Regions from separate parts of the Mus musculus genome. Here regions 1 and 2 are each linked to region 3. A link is a contact called in public HiChIP or PLAC-seq data. All regions are on one chromosome and are shown on one strand. Each heading gives the region's core, a stretch centred on a gene start, on an enhancer-like site or on the middle of the called end of the contact. The rest is flanking DNA. Distances are from core to core; before and after follow the strand shown. Region 1 has its middle 19 kb from the start of Fbln2. Region 2 holds the start of Fbln2 (fibulin 2). Region 3 holds the start of Wnt7a (wingless-type MMTV integration site family, member 7A).

Region 1 (3,542 bases), core at 282-2,781, 220 kb before region 3:
CAGGAAACTTCCTTCCTGGCAGAGGACAAGGAAAGATGGGGGAGTGGGCAGAAGACCAGCCAGACAAAGGCCTCTTGTGAGGGGAAGGCTTTGGGACTAGCCCTGTCTGCACATAGGATTAGGGTCACCAGTGTGGTGAGCATCACTGCTGATCCAGGGTCCCTGCTGGGCCCAGTGGCTGGGGAGAAGAGAGCTGCTAAGCAGCTGTGCTGTGAGAGGGGCGAGCTCACAGCTCTCTGAGCTGGGAAACTGAGATGGCAGATGTGGTCGTCCTGGGATGACAGGGCATACCCAGAGATACACTGGCCCTGGAGACTTCTAACCCCCACTATCACTCAGACTCAGGACTGGGCTGTGTCCCAGGTTGTATACAGGCAGGATAAAGGCCAAGAGGATTTGGAGTCTCTGGCTCCGGGGGAACATCTCTATGGCGGGGCAGCAGGAAAGACCGCTCTTTGGATCTGAGAGGCCAAAGCCACTAGTGCACTGAATGGGCATGGGCAGACAGCTTTCCCAGGACAGCCAATGAGGGTGGCTAGAGGGGCCTAAACCAGAGCTGAGTGGCTAGGATGAGAGGGATGAAACAGAGGCCGAGATACGGATCTAGGTAATCTCAAGAAAGGAGTTTGCCAAACTATCTACTATTCCCACTTCCATAGGCAAGATCTCTGTTAAAGTGACACATGGCTGCTGCCCCTTGCCCCGCTGCCCCGCTGCTCCATTGCCCTGCTGCCCACTGCCCCACTGCCCAACTGCCCAGCTGCCCCGCTGCCCCATTGCCCTGCTGCCCACTGCCCCACTGCCCAACTGCCTAGCTGCCCCGCTGCCCCATTGCCCTGTTGCCCTGTGCCCTGCTGCCCTGTTGCCCCACTGCCCTGCTGCTATACATGGTAACTGATTGACCCCAGCCCTACTCCATTCACATCTTTTTTGCTCTCCTCCATCTGAACCTTAGGGTTGGGCAGTATGGACTTGGGCATAACATTGACTGCATGCCCTCTGTGGCCCTCTGGTACCTTGCTCTCTGCTTTCCCAGCTGGTTTGTATCCTCTGATTCTTTTCTAGGCCATTCCATCCTGACTCGTCATCCTCTTCCATTTCCTGCCAAGATCCATGTGGACCTCAGTCTCCTGGGGGCGGGGGGTACTTCTCTTGTTCAGAACCCCTGGCAGACTCCAGCATTGCCCATGCTAGACAGTACTCCTTGCAGCCAACCCTGGGCCCTACCCCAGTCTCTCTACTGCATTCTCCTCTTCCTCATTGCTCTGGTTCCCTCAAGGGTGCTGTTTCTGCCACCACCGCCAGTGTATCTGTTTCTCCCCAGAGCCCAGCCTGCAGCAGTGGTCCATTATCAACACCCCCACCCCATGCTACTTACAGTCTCTCTCTCCAGAGCTGGGTCCTGCAGGATGAGTAGGAGTGTTCAGAAAGAGTGATAGGAAAGGGCCTCAAGGCAGAGGAAGGAATGTGGTATGGGTATGGGAAAAAGGAAACCACAGAGCCAGCTCTCAAGCCTGGAAGACCAGGCTGAGTCACCCAGACTCTGGCCTGATGACATAGGGGGCATCAGGGCTTCCAGGCAGGGTGAGGCATGGCCATCTGTATGCTTCTGGAAGAGCTTTCCCTGTGGCCATAGTCAGGCTGAATGCCAAGTTGATTGGCAAAGATGAAGACTGTGCTGGGGCAGCACATTACTGTCTTGGTACACAGAACTTCATCAACACAGAGCTTGCACTCAGCATCTGTTTTTAAAGCCTGTTGCTTTAAGGCTGTACCATCTAACCTCTGCCCTGGTCCCCCAAGGCTCAGCTAAAGTTAAACAGCATGGTGTCAAAGGGCATCTCAAAACATGGAACTTCAGGCTCTCAGCTCAGCATAGGAAACTCAGGGAACAAGGTCAGAGAACAGTCGGGCCAGATTAGGGCCACAGTTTGGTTCTGGCTGCAGGTATCCCACTCAGATTCACCCACTAGCTTTTCAAGAGAAGCCAGAATATAGAATCTCTGGATCTCTTGACTTTAAAACTATCCTGGACAAGCACAGGCACTTGTGACCCAGCTCTGGATTGCTGTGAAGATATGCCAGCACAGGTTTCTCCTCCACATTCCTACCTCACCATACTCTTTTCCTAGCAAACAACAGGCCTGCTTCTTTTGAAACGGGACATCTGAGGCCCCTGGATAGAGCTGAGAGTCTGTGTAGGAGAAATCAGAGATGTATGCTCCCAAGACATGATAGTGGGGATGGAAAGAGCAGCTTGCACACCCATGCCTGTCACACAGTAACTATAATAGCCCTAAGTAAACCAATGAGCACAGCACGTCTGACAATAGAACCCATGTCTAAAAGGCAGGGGACTGGACACCAGCTGGAATCATGGATGAATTCTGGTTATTTAAATGAACAAGTTGCTCATAAAAAAGGCAAACTTTGGATAATTCTTCTTGTGTGGCATCCTTAAAACAGTTAAATTCAACCAGAAGGTAGCATATTGTGTGCCAGGGGCTGGGAGTTACCTTTTAAAGGGGTCAGAGTTGCCATTTGGGAAGATGGAAAGCTCTGGGGCATTGACTCCAAGGCTCCGTGACCCTGCCTCTTTCTATTGAGCTGCAGTGGTAGGTTGCATAAACATTATAGCTATCACGGAACTATTTTTAAAAAGTGAGAGATGTTTATGGAGGAAGGGGGAGGCAGACACAGAAAGCTGTTCAGGGCTTCAGCACCTATGGATCTGGGCTTCCCAGAGGTTCCAGAACCAGTGGATCCAGAGAAGTGACTGCTTGCCTAGGTAGGGTCAGCTTCCAGCTCTTTCCATGCTGCCTTTGTAAGAGGAGCCCGGCTTCATCAAGCTCACATTCCAGTCTGTAATAAGATGGCTGTGGCTTCTTCTGCTCCTCCTCCTTCTTTTTTATATTCTGTTATTTTATGTGTATAGATGTTGCCTGCATGTATGTCTGTGTACCACATGCATGGAGTAGCCATGGAGGCTAAAAGGGGGTGCCAGATCTCCTAGGACTGCCACAGGGGTGCTTAGAATCTGTCTTGGTTACTTTTCTATTGCCATGACTAATGTGAACGTATTTGGGGCTTACAGTTTAAGAGGGTTAAAGTTCATGGCTGTCATGGCAGAGAGCATGGCAGTAGGCAGGTAGGCATAGGGAGGAACAGTAGCTGAGGGCTTACATCTTAAAACAACCACGAGACAGGAAAGTTAACTGGGAATGGTGTTGGCTTTTGAAACCTCAAAGCCTAACCCTTAGTGATATTTTTTTTCTTTCAACAATTCTACACCTCCCAATACTTCCCAAATAATTCCACCAACTGGGGACCAAACATTCAAATACAAAAGCTTATGGGAAATATAAGAATCTATGAGGACCATTTTTATTCAGACCGCTACAGAAATCTAACCCAGGTTCTCTACAAGAACGGCCAGTGCTCTTAACTGTAGAGCCATCTACAGTTAAAGTGGGAACACTCCCCCTTTGAGGTTTATTTTATTTAATTTAACTGAACATGGTGGTGCCTTTAATCTCATCACT
Region 2 (3,669 bases), core at 804-3,303, 200 kb before region 3:
TTGGGTGGTGTCTTGTGCTATTTACAGAGTGGTCATATACCAGGTATAGCTGCAGTCCCTTTCCCTAAAAACTGTGAGCCAGTCCAGTTGGCCAGGTGGTATAGGTGAGCCCTCCGCCTGCTGGCTCTGGCGCCTCAGTGCCCAGGGAGGCTGTGAGATCAGCACTGGTGTGAGTAACACCTCTGCCCCCTGTGGCACTTTGTCTGGACCTTGTCAGCCTATAACTTCCTCCAACTCTATGTCAGCCAAGCCCCAGCCCCAAATTCCTGGTGGGTGATGCATACCCTGTCTTGATAAGAGTCCTGGCAGGCTCTAGGCGAGCCATGACTCTGGCTCAAATGTCGGAGGTGGGAAACAGCCTCTGTGTTATCTGGTGGAAAGACAACCAGGCCCAGGCTCCTTGTCTGCAGCCTGAGCCTGAATGTTGGCTGCTTGCCTCCCTTCTCTCCCTCAGCCGGGACTTGTAGTGGGGAAAGGGTCCATGCTTGCTGCAGCTATGCTCTTGGCCATAGAGAGAAGGGTTTCATCTGCTCTTTATTCTCATATACTATTTACTGAACACACCCCTCTGGAACTTTGGGATTTCAGCTCAACCCCTGATGTAGGCTTTGACACCTATTGTTTAGTTTGCCCCTGAGGAAGTAAGCCAAAACTCAGAGGGAAGGGACTTGCCCAAGGTGACTGGCCCAAGGACACACAGCTGCATGGGAAAGAAGTCTTAGCTGCTAAGTAATTCTACAAACGATCATTTATAAACCAATCTCAAAAAGGTAGCCAGGGAGAGAATGCAGCCAAGTGGCAGGATAGAAGGGCTCTGATGTGGTCTCAGAAAGGGGATATTTTATCTCAAAACAAGGATGCACCAGCCCTAGGCTCCTGGGGGAGAGGTGTTCGGGTAGAGGTTAACAGCATACACAAAGGCCCTGAGAGAGGCGTTTGTGGAAAGAGCCCACAGAGGCAGGCTGGGTCAGACTTTTCCATTCAGCTCTGCTCTCCACAACCCATCCTGGTTCCTCTACAATTCCCTGGCTCTTTCTAGGTGCAGCTATGTAACCCTGGGCAGATAGCTTCCTTCTCTGTCTTTTTGTTTGCTCTTGGCTGCCTCACACCTGTTCTGGGCCATGGGGTCTTACTCTTGGGCCACAGCTGCTCCTAGGATGACGGGCAGTGGCTATAGGGGCATCCATCTCTGGCAGGTATGGGAGGTGATTAGCAGTCCTGGATCTCAGACAGTGAAGCTCACTGTTGACTTTCTACCATGCACAGGCCCTGGGCCTGCTGAGAGTGGACAGTGGTGACCAGACACCTCTGTCATTTGGGGGGCAGGGAGCCAAGGGCCCAGTAATGATATGTTTTGAGTTTATATCTTACAGAGTGTTGACTGCCTCTTGGGCACTGTGCTGTGGATGACAGTGTTCTCCACAGCTCCCTACCCACAGAGGTCAAGAGGATTGGCTAAGCCACACCATAGTACAGGCAACTGAATCAGGATAAAAAAAGAAGAAGAAGGAGGAGGAGGAGGAGGAGGAGGAGGAGGAGGAGGAGGAGGAGGAGGAGGAGAAGAAGAAGAAGAAGAAGAAGAAGAAGAAGAAGAAGAAGAAGGAGGAGGAGGAGGAGGAGGAGGAGGAGGAGGAGGAGGAGGAGGAGGAGGAGAAAGAAAGAAAGAAAGAAAGAAAGAAAGAAAGAAAGAAAGAAAGAAAGAAAGAAAGAAAGAAAGAAAGGAAAAAAAGAAAAAGGGCAGGGTGATCTAGACAGTGGAGAACTAAGATGGGAGCATGCCCATGCCTAGTTTCTGCAGACCTGTCCCTGGGCAGCTTTGAGCCTGGGTACCTCTGGCTATCACAGGGTGCTGGGTCCAGGAGGAGAAGCTAAAGGGTGGCGCAGTACTGAGACATCTGAGTCTCAATATAGCCAAAGCATGGTGAGAGGGAGTGGAAAGAGGGACTCAGAGACCCGGACAGGAGAGCGCCGGCTCCTGGGCTCCTATTTGGGCTTGTTGAGCACTGGGTTGGGCGAAGTCTTAGCAAAATCGAGGCCCCGCCCTGAGGCGGGACCTGTGGGGCGGGGTCTCAAGGCCTGGCTAGTCCCGCTCTTCTCCAACCCCGAGCCGCGCGCCACCCGGACTCTGGATTCACCGACGGCGGGTGCGCGGACAGACTGACGGCGGCGCAGCTCAACACAGAGCACCGGGTAAGTACAGAGCCTTCGATCTCCACCCCGCGCTTCCTCTAGGTCAGTCACGTTCTCTTGATCGCTGGCTCGTCTCTCTGGCTCTCCAGACACCAGACTAGTCCTTCAGGGTCTCCCAGGGTCACTCCCCCAGCTGCCCCCCATCCCCGGCGGGAAAGATTGGGCCTCTCGGTCTGGTACCACCCCACCCTCAGTCACAAACTGCCACACATGCACTCACACTAGCAGAAGTTACTGCAAGCTCTGCAGAGGCACAGGCCACCCCAACACCCAGCCCAGAATCTCTCGTGCAGGGGCTGTGCACGTTCACTTCTCCCACATCCCTCTGCACGTGAGTGCTTTCACACACACTTGCATGTTTTAGGCATCCTTCAGACATGCATATGTGTCCGTGTTAGGCACGTGTGCGTTCGACATCCATAGAAAGTTTGGTTCAGTGCCGGTTGGTTCAATGCTTCGCTTATCTCCATCCGCTATTCCACACACATCTCCCACACGGGCCTGTGTTGGACACAGAGGGCCCCACACTCAGGTTCACAGACAGAGTCATGGTCCCTAGCATCTGCGGTTCCCCTGCTGAGTGGGAGCCTCAGCCTAGAGAGAAGGAGGTGGCTGCTGGTGTTAGTCTTGGCTCACTCTTGGAGTGGCCTAGGGGGCCCAGGAGGGGCTAAGTCTTCAGGGGTGGGCTTGGCTCCTCACCACCTCTTGTTTCCCCGCCCCCCCTCTCCTAGGCAAGAGTCCATCCTTTCTTCCTCAGCCAGCCTGAGATCGTGCCCATCTGCTTCACGGTGATGGCCACTTGGACCAGTCCGAAGTTGGTCTGAGCCAGCAGGTGTTCTATGACTGGCCAGAGAGACAAAAAGGAATTTGTGGTGTGTGGGTCCTTGTTGCTCAGAGGATGCTGAACCTGACCCTCTCCAGGAGAGCTTGGGTGACGTGGGTGGGTGGCAGCAGAGGGCTCCCTGGGCTTGGCATTGAGTGGAGCTAATACATATTTGTGATGGAATGATCGGAGCTCTCGCCTCACCTTCCAGAGGTGCCAAGTATGTGTGTGTGTGTGTGTGTGTGTGCAGGACCCCCAAGAGGAAAGGCAGGATGGGAGATGTTGCCAAGGGTGGGTACCTCTTGTCTTCCCGCCCACCCCTTCATGTAGTATGTAGAAAGCATCTGACTGGAGGTGCAGACCCGCCAGCCCCGGCTGTGACTAGCTCTGCATGTTTTGCTTGGCTCTCAGTATGCTATTATTGTTTTTAAAAATTTAATTAGCTGCCAGCATTTACTAACTGGCAGCTTTCACAGAAAAGTCCGGATTTCCGTCTTTTCTTGAAAAAAAAAAAAAAAAAAAAGCAAGCTCTGGTGGTTAGGATTCATATGCTTTTGTGGAGTGCTTCAACCAGTGCTGCTGGCTGCCTTCCCTTAGGGATGGGCCAGGGGCACCTTTGGTTGCAGTCTCTACCAGATCTTTCTTCTGGGCTCCTG
Region 3 (3,516 bases), core at 134-2,633:
CTCAGAGCGCACTTGGTTTTGAAATCCCATTCCAGAGAGGTGGGGTTGGGGAAGTGGGAACCCTGAGGGTGGCGGCGGAGAAACACAAAGGGTCTGCCACACACGCCCCCTGGCCTTGGGTCCAGTTCTTCCCAAGGCAGCGACAGGAGGTTCACAGGTAGTAGGGGTGTATAGAGAGAGGCAGGTGTGAAGCCTCCCAAGGTAGCCCTTTGGCGCTAGGACCTCTGTCTATGATTAAAGCCCCCCACGTCCCCAAAACCGTGCTGCACACAAGTCACTTCCTAAGTACAAAGAGAGGCCGCGCAACGCAGCGCAAGAAGCCACCTGCTTCCACTTTCCAGTTAGAGTGTCTCCTGCCCCACCTCCTGACGCCTGGGTTCTTTGGCTCCCACCCCAGCGACCCCAGGGTCGGCTGTCTTGCTTTCTTTGGGTGGCGGCTAGAGAGCGTCTCTCCTTGGTGTCTCCGACTAGCCATTAACTATCTCTGGTCGTACTATTTGGTTCTGATTGTTAAATGTGCTGTCCTCCTAGCTTGGGAAGGGGGTCTGAGGGCCGCTGGAAATGAGGCGGTGCCAGAGCTCTGAAAGGTGGTTTATGCTTTTGCCAGGGAACACCCCCAGTCCTGGGCCCACGTTTGCTACATGAGTAGCCCTGTCTGCAAAAGGGCTGCGCTCACAATATCGCGCGTAGAATTCCTGCTGGGAATTGAGCTCTCTAGGGGTGGCTGTGGTCCTGCCGGATCTACTGTGCTTGTGGCTTGCGCGCAGGGGCGGGGGGTGGGGCGGTTCCTGGGGACCCCATAGAGCAGATATTCGCTTCCAGAAACACTTAACTGTCTGTTTCTGGAGGTATCCCTGACTCTGAGATCCTTGGGATGGCCGATCCCCTGCCCGAGTCTGTGGAATTGCGTGCGCCCCTGGGTTGTCCGCTCACGGGGAGCCTTTGTGCCCTCAGGGTTCCTGCACCTCCCACTGCCTCTCCTGAGCTAAGTTGGGCAGCGCGCCTCCCTCCCGGGCCCAGTCAACTTTGCCTCCGTCGCACGCGCGGAAAGAACGCGCGCGGTGCTTACCCGATCCGGAGGTAGACTATGCCCAGGCTGAGAAAGAGGTGGCCCAGGCAGCGCCGCGCTTTCCGGGTCATAGTCCCCGCTGGTGGCGGGTGCCACGGGCCGGGCTGTGCTGATCCCGCCAGCCGGGCCCGGCGGGGCAATCCACATAGCCTGCGCAGGGGGCGCGGGCCGAGGCTCCCTGGGCGGTCCGTCGGTGCGTCGGTCCGCGCTAGGCACTGGAGACTGTCCCAGAGCGCGGGAGCCGCGGAGCCAGAGGAGGGGAGAACAAGCGCAACAAGGGGCGCCGCTGCGCGCCAGCGATCGCGGCAAGTGTTTGAGGCGCGGGGACTGCGGGGCGCTGCTGCCTCCCGCCCCCGCCCCTCCCTCTCCGCCCTTCCCCCGCCCGCCTCCCGGAGCGCCCGCCCCGCGCCCAAGCGCCCGCGGGTCGAGGATGTCTGCCCCGAGCGCGCTCCCGCGGCGCTCCTCCGAGCTCGCGGCGGTGGGAGGCGGGGGCGTGGAGCGGAGTTGGGGGTGGAGGGCGGTGGAATCCTGCCTGCCTAGCATCCTTCGCTAACTCGCAGGTTGAGACCAGCAGGTGCCCAAGGGCCATCCTCTGGGTGTAGAGGATATAGGCTCATTTCAGAACCCTCACGCCTTGTTAGAGCTCTGTCACACGGGCCAGAAACAGGGAACTGGGGTGGAGACTCCTGCAGAACTACTACCCCACACATTCTCTCCTCACCCTCGTCTGTGCGAGGGGCTGATTGCACCTAAGGCGAGACGTGACAGGATCCTCCGGAATCTTGCTACCGGTGGAGACTTGGAATTGGACTGGAGCCCAATGACCAGTAGCAGAACCTGAGAACACGCGCAGGTGAAAGCTCAGAGCGCTCTCACGGCGACACCTGCTGGGTGCGGCAGGTGGTGCATTCTGGCCTTTTGTCTTTCTGATCAGAGACACGCAGCCCAAGTTTCAGTTGGAGAAACTGAGGAGGTGAAGTCAAACTCAAAGTCACTAACAGGTGAATAGCCAGATTGGAACAAGGTAGCCCCAACTCTAGTGACCCCTACTCTTCTCTCCACTCCAGGCCTGCTTAGCCTTCCAGACTGCAGTTCTTCATGCATACCTTCATGTACAGCCGCTGTTCACGCATGCGTCCACGGGCTACTGGCGCCAGCCATGCTGACAACCGTGGATTCAAGGAACACGGGAGACCTTGGTCTGGGTACAGCCTGGGGGGGGGGCGCTTTCAGAATATGGCCACTACATTGTTCAACCAATCTCCATTGCAAGGAGTTCTCTGTGCGCGCCTTCCTTGCCTCTGGGCAAGCCTGTGATAGCTTCCTCATTGACAGGTGCAGATGATGGTAAATGGATACGTACAGGAGCCCTGTCCAGTAAGCACATGCATAGCTTCAGATGGCACCGGCTGGTGAGAAGGTCACAGGACCGGGGACCGGGCAATGGGAAAGAGGGTTCTGTGCACTAAAATGTTTGTTTTAGCTCTGAGGAAGTGGCTGGGCTGTCCGCAGCAGATCACAGGATTTGGGCCCATTATGGTAGAAGCTAGGAGTGGGTGAAGGAGGAGCAAGGATGAAGAGAAAGAAAGCCAGTGATGTGGAGGGAAGAGAGGGGGACTGTATTCCTAGAAGAGTTTGGAGTCCAATGGAGACCCTGGAGAATAAAGCAGGTAACTCATTTGTGTGTGTGTGTATCTCTGGGTGTCCCATGGAGACACTGATGGGGGCTGGGAAGGGAATTGGACACTGGGGAGCCTGTTGGACTAGGGAGACTTCAACATGGGTTCAGGGACAGATGGGACATTTGTGCTGGAGAACTTTTATTGCCGTTTTGGCATGAATCTGACTGAAGTGGAGATAGCCTTGACCCACTGGTCCCCCAGCTTCCACCTCAGGGGTGCTGGGATTACAGACTGTGCACTCCCACCCTGCTTTATAGGATGTCAGGGATTGAACCTAGTTCTTTTCTAGTGCTAAACCAGTACTTTCCCAACTAAGCTATATCACCCCCCCCAAGCCTGGGGGTGCTTTCAGAACATGGCCACTACAATGTTCAGACGTTCTCCATTGCAAGTTCTCTGTGTCCTCCTGGCTCGCCTCTGAGTGGGCCTGTGATGGCTTCCTCAATAACAGGGAAGAGGTAATGGTGCAGGTGAATGGATGCATACAGGAGCCCTGACCCACCCTAATGACTGCTGTGCTGTGAGGAAACCAGGAATATGTACAGCCACTGCAGCCCACAGTCCTAATTGTGACCTTGACTGGTGGGATCCATTATGATTGCTACACAGGTCACTGAAGGCCCTCCAGATGCCACCAGCCATCCACTCAGTCTTCCTGGCTTCAGATTTGCCCAGGTGAGGCATTGTGGACAGTGTCTGGGTGTCCTCTTTACCCATAGCACATTCTCTTGTATTCCTCCTCTGTCTAGTCATCTGAGGTCTCCT

What was found. HiChIP or PLAC-seq counts read pairs in DNA pulled down with a chosen protein or histone mark.
Region 1: a FOXA1 HiChIP or PLAC-seq map of pancreatic cancer cells shows a contact between it and region 3. The contact joins the enhancer-like site here to the promoter of Wnt7a in region 3. A contact is called at or near these places in 6 of 39 promoter capture datasets (cranial neural crest, embryonic stem cells, hippocampal neurons and 2 more), 1 of 15 datasets of contacts at CTCF or cohesin (large pre-B cells), 5 of 484 Hi-C or Micro-C datasets (the AtT-20 cell line, myocytes, neurons and 2 more), 11 of 115 datasets of contacts at active chromatin or transcription factors (craniofacial prominence, embryonic basal ganglia, embryonic forebrain and 7 more) and 3 of 9 other capture datasets (embryonic stem cells, liver and pancreatic islet).
Region 2: a FOXA1 HiChIP or PLAC-seq map of pancreatic cancer cells shows a contact between it and region 3. The contact joins the promoter of Fbln2 here to the promoter of Wnt7a in region 3. A contact is called at or near these places in 9 of 39 promoter capture datasets (the C10 cell line, cranial neural crest, embryonic stem cells and 4 more), 2 of 484 Hi-C or Micro-C datasets (both in embryonic stem cells), 7 of 115 datasets of contacts at active chromatin or transcription factors (embryonic midbrain, embryonic stem cells, forebrain and 2 more) and 3 of 9 other capture datasets (embryonic stem cells, liver and pancreatic islet).

What each region holds. Positions count from the first base shown.
Region 1 is chr6:91,191,495-91,195,036 of GRCm38.p6, forward strand. No RefSeq gene overlaps it. Among named protein-coding and RNA genes, the nearest start is that of Fbln2, 19 kb to the right of the region's middle. Within about 2 kb of position 1,532, at least 60 of the 459 cell types and tissues checked have an H3K27ac peak or open chromatin away from gene starts, as enhancers often do. A contact at or near this core is called in myocytes and pancreatic cancer cells, where this site is marked.
Region 2 is chr6:91,210,711-91,214,379 of GRCm38.p6, forward strand. It overlaps Fbln2 (fibulin 2), which reads left to right and starts at 2,054. Exons shown (of 18, transcript NM_007992.2): 1 at 2,054-2,190.
Region 3 is chr6:91,409,970-91,413,485 of GRCm38.p6, forward strand. It overlaps Wnt7a (wingless-type MMTV integration site family, member 7A), which reads right to left and starts at 1,384. Exons shown (of 4, transcript NM_009527.4): 1 at 1,070-1,384. The coding sequence starts at 1,140. Gm30437 (a long non-coding RNA gene) reads left to right here and starts at 1,359. Exons shown (of 2, transcript XR_377869.4): 1 at 1,359-2,042; 2 at 2,137-2,747.